2 separate regions of the Mus musculus genome follow, and region 2 is linked to region 1. The links are chromatin contacts, called in public Hi-C maps. All regions are on one chromosome and are shown on one strand. The core of a region is the stretch at or near the end of the contact, and the rest is flanking DNA. Distances in the headings are between cores, read along the strand shown. Region 1 holds the start of Fam120c (family with sequence similarity 120, member C). Region 2 holds the start of Acot9 (acyl-CoA thioesterase 9).

The links. Hi-C and Micro-C count contacts between places; a contact is called where the count stands out from the background.
Region 2: a Hi-C map of CD4 T cells shows a contact between it and region 1, with 7 times the contacts expected there. The contact joins the promoter of Acot9 here to the promoter of Fam120c in region 1. A contact is called at or near these places in 1 of 39 promoter capture datasets (second pharyngeal arch cranial neural crest) and 1 of 484 Hi-C or Micro-C datasets (CD4 T cells).

What each region holds. Positions count from the first base shown.
Region 1 is chrX:151,342,099-151,345,791 of GRCm38.p6, forward strand. It overlaps Fam120c (family with sequence similarity 120, member C), which reads left to right and starts at 2,125. Exons shown (of 16, transcript NM_198105.2): 1 at 2,125-2,838. The coding sequence starts at 2,152.
Region 2 is chrX:155,260,972-155,265,146 of GRCm38.p6, forward strand. It overlaps Acot9 (acyl-CoA thioesterase 9), which reads left to right and starts at 1,472. Exons shown (of 15, transcript NM_019736.4): 1 at 1,472-1,703. The coding sequence starts at 1,684.

The sequences.
Region 1 (3,693 bases), core at 875-3,374:
TCTACTTCCCCAGCCCTGGGATTACAAATGCACTACATTGAGCCTGGCTTTTTGGTGTGGTCTTTGAGAATTGAATCCAGGTCCTCATGCTTGCAAAGCAAGCATTTTAACCAGAGAGCCATCTCACCGACCCAGAAAGGATGATTTGAAGGTAGAATAATAAAGGGTTTTCATCTAAAGGTATCTCACTTGTGGCTAACAGTTTCATTAAGTGGCTTATGATCCAATTATTTTTGTTGTTGTTGGGACTTAATTTTTTTCTTTACTGTTTGTTTTGTTTAGTTCTTATCTCAGGCTGACCTGGAAAATAATAATTTCAAAGTTGTGGCAATCCTCCTGCCTTGACCTTCTGAATGCTGGGTTTATAGATGTAAGCCAACACACTCAGTTAAAATATGGCATTACAAGCAAATGTGAACATGATAGGATTTATTTACTTCCTTGGTTCTTTGAAATCACTGGGTAGCCTAGGCTGGCCTAGAACTTAAGGTGACTGTCCCATGTCAACTTCCTGAGTACTAAGATTGCAGGCACATACCATCATGCCTAAGACAACAGTTTTTGCAGTAATCTTATCAAGTTAACAATGAGAAGGCTAATTTTTAGGAAAGGGATGCTGGACAAACTCTCTAGTAAGCACAGTTTACTAAAAACATCTATTCTCTTCATCTTTCATGCCTTCAAGCTATTGCCTTTCCCTTTTTTTTCAAAAACAATTTTTATTAGCTATTTTCTTCATTTACATTTCAAATACTATCCCGAAAGTCCCCTATACACCCCCCACCTCCCTCTCCCTTGCCTTTCATGTTGTCTCCCATCCCTGCTATTCTGGATCTACTACTCTTATGACAAACCCGGTTTGGAATTTGCAACCTGTTTTTGGTTTCATCCTATCAAACCATTCTGATGTCATTCCTGGGGTTCTGCTCTTTTATGTTCTGTAAATTCCAAGCCAGATAGATACAACTACTCTGCATGCAGATCTTGTTTTCTGCTGTAGTCTGGCTGAAGTAATGGGCCCTAAAACTTGACAGAAGACAGACTCTACATGGATTTCATTGGAGAAGCATGCTGAAATGTACTTTTCAAAAGACTGTGATCAAATTAGAACCTTTGCAGCTATTTTGAATTGTTCCCACATGGACACATTTAGTAGGTTGGAAAACAAAAAAAATCCCCTAACCATATGGCATAGCTTAGTGAGTACCAATAAGGTCCAAGTTGTAGTTGAATTTGAGTGGGTGTTTAATCTCCCTGACCAGAGATCCTGAGGCAAATTATAGGCAATTTCATTTTGTCTATGCATTCATTGTCTTAAGTAAATGTTTTACCATTTGTAAGGTGGATAACTCTTCAAAGTATGACAGTAGATGTTAGCGGTTTTTATGTATCATATGTGTTCTTCTCCTTTCGTTAAAAGTTGTGCATATCATCTTTTCAATGGAAGGGAAATTTCTCCCTTTCAGGGAACTTTAGCTCACTTTAGCCAAATTCTACTAATCCACAGTACTTCCTTTCCCATGATGCATCATCTCCATTTCTTTCCCTGGGCATGGTGGTATAATATCCTGAGGCAACTCGGTTGGATACTAGGAGTTCTGGTACAAATCCTATACACACATTTTCTTGGCCCGCTTCTTCTGACACTATGAGCATCAAGGCCTGACAGGTGTGATCCTCTGGTTCTAAGACTGCATCCTGAGGCCATCCGGGAAAAGACTACAACTCCCAGGATGCTCATCCGCCCCGCCCCTGTACCCCTCCCCCAGCTAGAAAGCGAGTATCACAGAGAAGACGAGGCAACATGGCTCCCGGAGGTGGAAGGCAGAGGCTTCACCCCCTTTGAAGCAGTGAAGAAGAGCAGCGGAGGGGAACGGGAAAAGAGGAGTGACTACGACTTTGTCATCGCTTTTATCTTCCCAGCCTCTTCTGAGTCTGGTCAGCCTCACCTCTGCTCTCCACCCGCACCCAGTCTGTGGTCTCCTCCCCTCCCCGCCCACGTTCCCTCGCCCCTCCCGTTCTCAAACCCTCTCTCCGCCCCCCTCGCCCCTACCCCCCGCGGAGTGCGCACGCGCCCGCCTCCAGCTTCGCGCGGGGATCGCCGACTGGCCCGCTTGCGCAGCCGCTGTTCCTTCTACCCACGGAGGAAGCATGGGCGTCCAGGGCTTCCAAGAGTTCCTGGAGAAGCGCTGTCCCGGGGCTGTGGTGCCTGTGGACCTCCTCAAACTCGCGCGCACCGTCTCGCGCCAGCAGCAGCAGCAGCACCTGCACCGCCAGCTGCCGCCAGCAGCCCTAGCGCCAGGGGCTCCACGCATCACCAGGGGCTCTGCTCCTCTGCCGCCGCCGCCGCTCCCGCCCGCTGCCTTTGGTGCTTACTCCGGGGGCGCGGGGCCGTCTCGGCACCATCACCCTGCTCACCATTTCCACCACCATGGCCAAGCGCCGCCAGGGCTGCATCCGCCGCCGCCCCCTCCGCTGCCTGGGGCTCGGGTATTGGTAGACGCGGGCTCGGCGCTGCCGCGGCTCTATGGTGGCTACCAGACGGATTGGGTTTGTGGCGGCCAGTGGAATGCCATGCTGGGCTACTTGTCAGCGCTGTGCCAGGCTTGTGCCTATCCGGGCGGAGACGGCCTGGAGCTGGTGGTCATGTTCCCTGGGGGCCTGGGGAAGGACCGACTGGCCGAGTGGGGCCGTCGGTGCCAGGCGGAGCGGCAGACTGCGCAACTGATCGTGGGACACGTGGGCAACAAGGGCACCCCTCCACCGCGGGCCTGGTTCCTGCCACCTGCCTGTCTGAGCCACTGCGTGAGGCTAGCACTCATCCGCTTCCGGGTCAAGGTGAGGGAGGGGTTAGATTTTTAAATGAAATGCCCCACACCTGTTCCTTCCAGACTAAACACCTAACCATTCACCGACCTACCTGCCACCCACTCAGTCAGCTAACTTACTGGCGACCATTTTATCCCCTCGTGCCCCCGTCATATGGCCTATTAATTCCCTTACCTACATGATTGTATCTCTAGCCATGCCATCCCCGTAACCCCCTTTACTCACACAATTGGCCTACCTGTTGGTTCTAGCAGAATTGACTCAAAATTCCTCCGGGCTTCATGTTTCTCTTGCTATCATCCCCCTCAAACTGAAATATGTTTTTTCTTCATTTTCCAGTTGACATTCCCTCCCCTATATCTGTTTTCAACCCCATGGCAAATAAAACAGATGTTAGTCGAACACCTTTGTTCTATAATTTTCCCCCATTTGACACCTAGTACTTCTTTTTTCCCCATCCATTGAGCCCTTTTCATTTCAACATGCTTTTATCTTGGCATGCCTTAGCCCAAACAATTCACTGATTGAGTCACTATTCAGGAAGATGAACACGCTCAGTAGGGGGTTTCAAAGACGGTTGGGGGTGCGGGGAGGGGCTCTCAAAAACCCCAAGACGCCATTCTTGGCTTTGAAAGATCAAATGCGCAGCATTTACTTGCTGGTGTAAATATGCATGGTGATTCTGTTTTCTGGTATGTAAGTTGCCAGTTTGGGTAGGTGGGTGGGGTGATAATCTGTGGGTTAAAATGGTCCTGGGAAACTTCCTGAAAAAGATAGACTTGGAGAATGGGCTAGATCTGAATGGTTCACAGGTTTTGGAGGAGGTTGTTTAATTAAAGAGGTTGAAGCAATCGGGCAGAGGCA
Region 2 (4,175 bases), core at 222-2,721, 3.9 Mb after region 1:
CACTTGTGTAAGGACAGTGAATTTCATCATGGCATAATTGTTGCATGTTTTCTCCACAGTTACATGTTTTCTATCTGGCTTTGTGACTTACTTTGCCTTCTATCCATGCTTTCCAAACGGTGATACATCTTAAATGTCTTACAATGGCAACAAGAACAACGATGAGACATAGGGGTTGCTAAGACATTAAAAGAATAATACAACACATTTATTTTTATGTGTATTAGTCTTTGCTTGCTTGCATGTATGTATGTATGTATACTATGTGTATGGCCTGGTACCTGCAGAGGCCAGAGGAGGCCAACTGATCCTCCTGAAAGTGGTTGGAGCTGGCACATGGGTACTGGGAACGGAACCCTGCTCCCCTGCAAGAACAAGTGTGCTAACTAATCTTTCTAGCCTGGTTAAAGGACTAAGCTAGAGACACACATGAATGCTAGGTGGCTGATTTTAATAGGGCTTTCCTGACTTTAGAACTAATATTAGCTAAGTAGTGAGACATTTCTCACTTTAGATATTATCTTCAGTGGAGTCTATGGGGTTCATTGCTCAGGACTTATTTTCTAAGAAAATGCTTTGGAGTCTCATGAAGGGTCACTTAAGTAAACTTGTATAATTAGTAGATTGTGACTCAGCACCTGGCCATGTGTCTGAGTGAGGGAATTCCTCGGAGGTAAATTAGACCTTCTCATAATTGATGAGTCTAGGAATGTGCCATCATGCCTAATTCTGAAAACTTCCTTTCTTCTGTCCTTTTTCTCCTTTTTTGGAATTGGGACTTGAACCCAGGGACTCTGGCATGCTAGGCATACACACTCTGCCACTTAGCTCTATCCCTCAATCCTTTTTTTTTTTAACCTTTCATTTTGAGATTGGAGCGCAGTAAACTGCACAGGTTGGCCTAGAACTTTGTAATCAGGCAGGTCTTGAATTTGTGATCTCCCAGACTCAGCTTCCTGGGTTGCTTGGATAACAAGAATGGGCCTCCCTTGAAATTCTCTTCAACTTAATTTTTCTTACTAAGCTTCATCTTTTTAAAAACCAAAACGTCAAATAAAAACAGGGACACTATTTCTTACGGCCTAAACCTCACTTCAGCCCTGGTTGGCCTCTAAGTGGTAGCAATTCTCTTGCCTCAGTCTTCCTACTTCTGGGAAAATAAGCAGGGTACCCATATTTTGAAAAGCTGCTCATATGATGCCAAGGGCAAGAACTACAGACTGGGAGTAAAGGTTCAAGTGTCAAAAATAAAAGAGTTCTACCAAGGTGGAGGAACGAGGTGCTTTGCTGAGTGGTTCATTTACTTAACAATGGAGGGAAGAGCCCTGCTTATAAATAAGTCTCCGACCCCACCTAGCTGATTGAGTGGGAAATTCCATTGTCTCGGTCTCCAGTCTCCAGCTGCAGACCAATCAAATAGCAGGACCCGCCATTCTCTACGCAGAAGTCCCGCCCCCTGGCGGCACAGCCCTACCCCGGGCAGCGCAGCCCCGCCCTTCCTGCAGTGAGGCCCTCCCTATCCCGGGCCCTCTTGTGGCGTCACCTAGAAGGTGGGAACCAAGATTCAGTCCGGCGCGGTTGCCGGTGTTTGGAGGTGTCCTCACGCTCACGCTCTTCTGCTACCGGTTTGTCTCTACCCGGGAGGACCTTGGTTGTCCACCCGTGGGTAGGCAGTGGAGTGCCATGAAGCGGGCAGCGATACGGTAGGTGGCAGGGCGTGGAAGGGCGCTGCCCCGGAGTGCCCACGCCTTCCCCTTTGAGGCTCGGAGCCTAGCGGGGCGGAAGAAGCCGCGGGTGGGATGGGGGTGGTGGATATTTGGCTTGGGAGGAAAAGGCACCCAGTGCCAGACCCCGTCCTCCGGCCTACCCTGGAAAAATGCCACCACCCTACTTTAGCGACAGCTGACACTTTTAAAAGGGAAGACGTTGGGTGTTCCCTTGAAATTCCTATCCTTTTGCTCACCAGGGGTGTGGCTGGAATCTTGGTGTAGCCCCTTTTTTCAAAAGCCAGTACTTTCAGTTCTGCCTTGCCTTGCGAGCACTTTTCTCTTAAAAAAAAAAAAAACATTTTGGGGGTTAAGTGCATGACACACTTGGAATCTGTCTTAAGTATGTTATCATACTTGTAAAGACTGTAGAGACCATTTGGCTCTCTTAAGCTGATTCATCTGTTTGGTTTAATTTTATTTAGATCTATTTTTTATTATTTTATGTATGAACATTTCTCTTGCATGTGTGTCTGTGTCCCACATGCCTGCCTGGTGCTTGAGAAGGTGGTGAGCCTCCATCTGGGTGCTGGGAATCAGGTCTTTTTGCAACAAGTGCTCTTAACCACTGAGCCAACTCTCCAACCCCTTGTTTGTTAATTTACTCTTTTTTTTTTTTTTCTGAGACAGGGTTTCTCTGTGAATCTTTGGCTCTCCTGGAATTCACTGTATGTAGACCCAACTCATCTCAAAATCAGAGATCTGCCTGCCTCTGCCTCCCCAGTGCTGGGATTAAACACATATCAACATCCTGTTTGTTTTTGAGATAGAATTTACTGTGTAACCTTGGCTGGCCTAAAGTTGGCTATCTATATATATCGATATCTATCTCTTTCTTTATCTATATCATCAACCAGACTGGCCTCGAACTCACCATATATCTACCGTCCTATGCTTCTCCAGTGCTGGCCTGAAGAGCTTGAGCCACCACTTCCAGCTCTTATCTGTATATTTATTTATTGCTTTGAGATCTCTAGCCAAGAAACCAGGTAATACTAGCAGGCCTCGGACCCATGTCAAGTCTGTCAGGTTTCAACTTTTCTAGTGCTGGGATTTACAGATGTATTTTCTCGTGCCCAGTTTAGAACATGCCTTTGATAAGCAGCAAGGCCTTGTAATGAAAGTGCACCCTTGGACCACATAGGCCATTTTGGTAGATCTAATTTCCAACTGGCACAGTTAAGGAGCATGGTCTTTAGGCTGCCAGTCATGTCTGGCTGTCCCACAGTATGCAAGGTTTTTTTTTGTTGTTGTTTTTTTTGTTTTTGTTTTGTTTTGTTTTGTTTTGTTTTTTCCAGCTTGCCTGGTTCCAAGAGAATGGCACTTGCTTTGGATTCAGAAGCCATCCCACTATTGGTGAGCCTGACTTTGACATGGGTCTCACTAATTCTGTCCTTGGTCTGCCTTTACTTTTTCTAGGACCCTTGCTGTCAGTTGAACAAGGTGTGTTATCTCCCTACCCACCAGCACCCAAGCCTTATTACACTATTTGAAGACAGGTTGAAAGTCATTAAAAGACGGCATGGTTACCTTTCAACATAATACGAAAGGGTTCAACACTTTTGTAACTTTGCCTGTGTGTCTTCTTCGATAAGACCTTTTAAAAAGTGTTGAAAATGTTTATTTTTATATGTGTTAGTGTTTTGCCTGTATGTATGTATGTATGTATGTATGTATGTATGTATGTGTTCCATCAGCATGGCTGGTGCCAGTGGGGGCCAGAAGAGGGCATCACCTCCTCTGGAACTGAAGTATCAGGTTTATGAGCAACCATGTGAGTGCTAGAAACCAAACCCAAGCCCTCTACTAGAGTAAGAAGTAGTCTTAACTGGACTGGAGAGTTGGCTTTGTGGCTAAGGGTAGTGGCTGCTCTTCTAGAGTACCCAGGTTTGAGTACTCCAGTTATAGGAGTTCTGACTCCCTCTTTGGACCTTTACAGGCACAGACATGCATGGAGGCAGAACACTGAGACACATAATAATAAAATCTCAAAGGAGTTTTTTTTTTTAATAAACAGTTTTAATCCTTGAGCTCCTCTCTCCCCCAGTTTGGAAGTCCGTCCTTAAAGTACTCTGTAATTTTGTGTTCCTTTCTTGTGAGTCCTCTAGAACCTGAATAGGAGCAGCAATCCCTATATAATGTGTGTGTATGTGTATATATATATATATACATATATATATATATATATGCATATATATATGAAAAATTGGAGAGATGTTTGGGTAGAAATGCTTGCTATGCATATAAAGTATATATATATATGTATATAGTATATATGTGTATGTATATGTGTGTGTGGATATATATATATATATATATATATATATATATATATATATATATATGGTATAGAGTGTTATTTGGTGTTTGCTTGTGTAGCTTTTTCTCAGACGCACACAAGTCATCCCA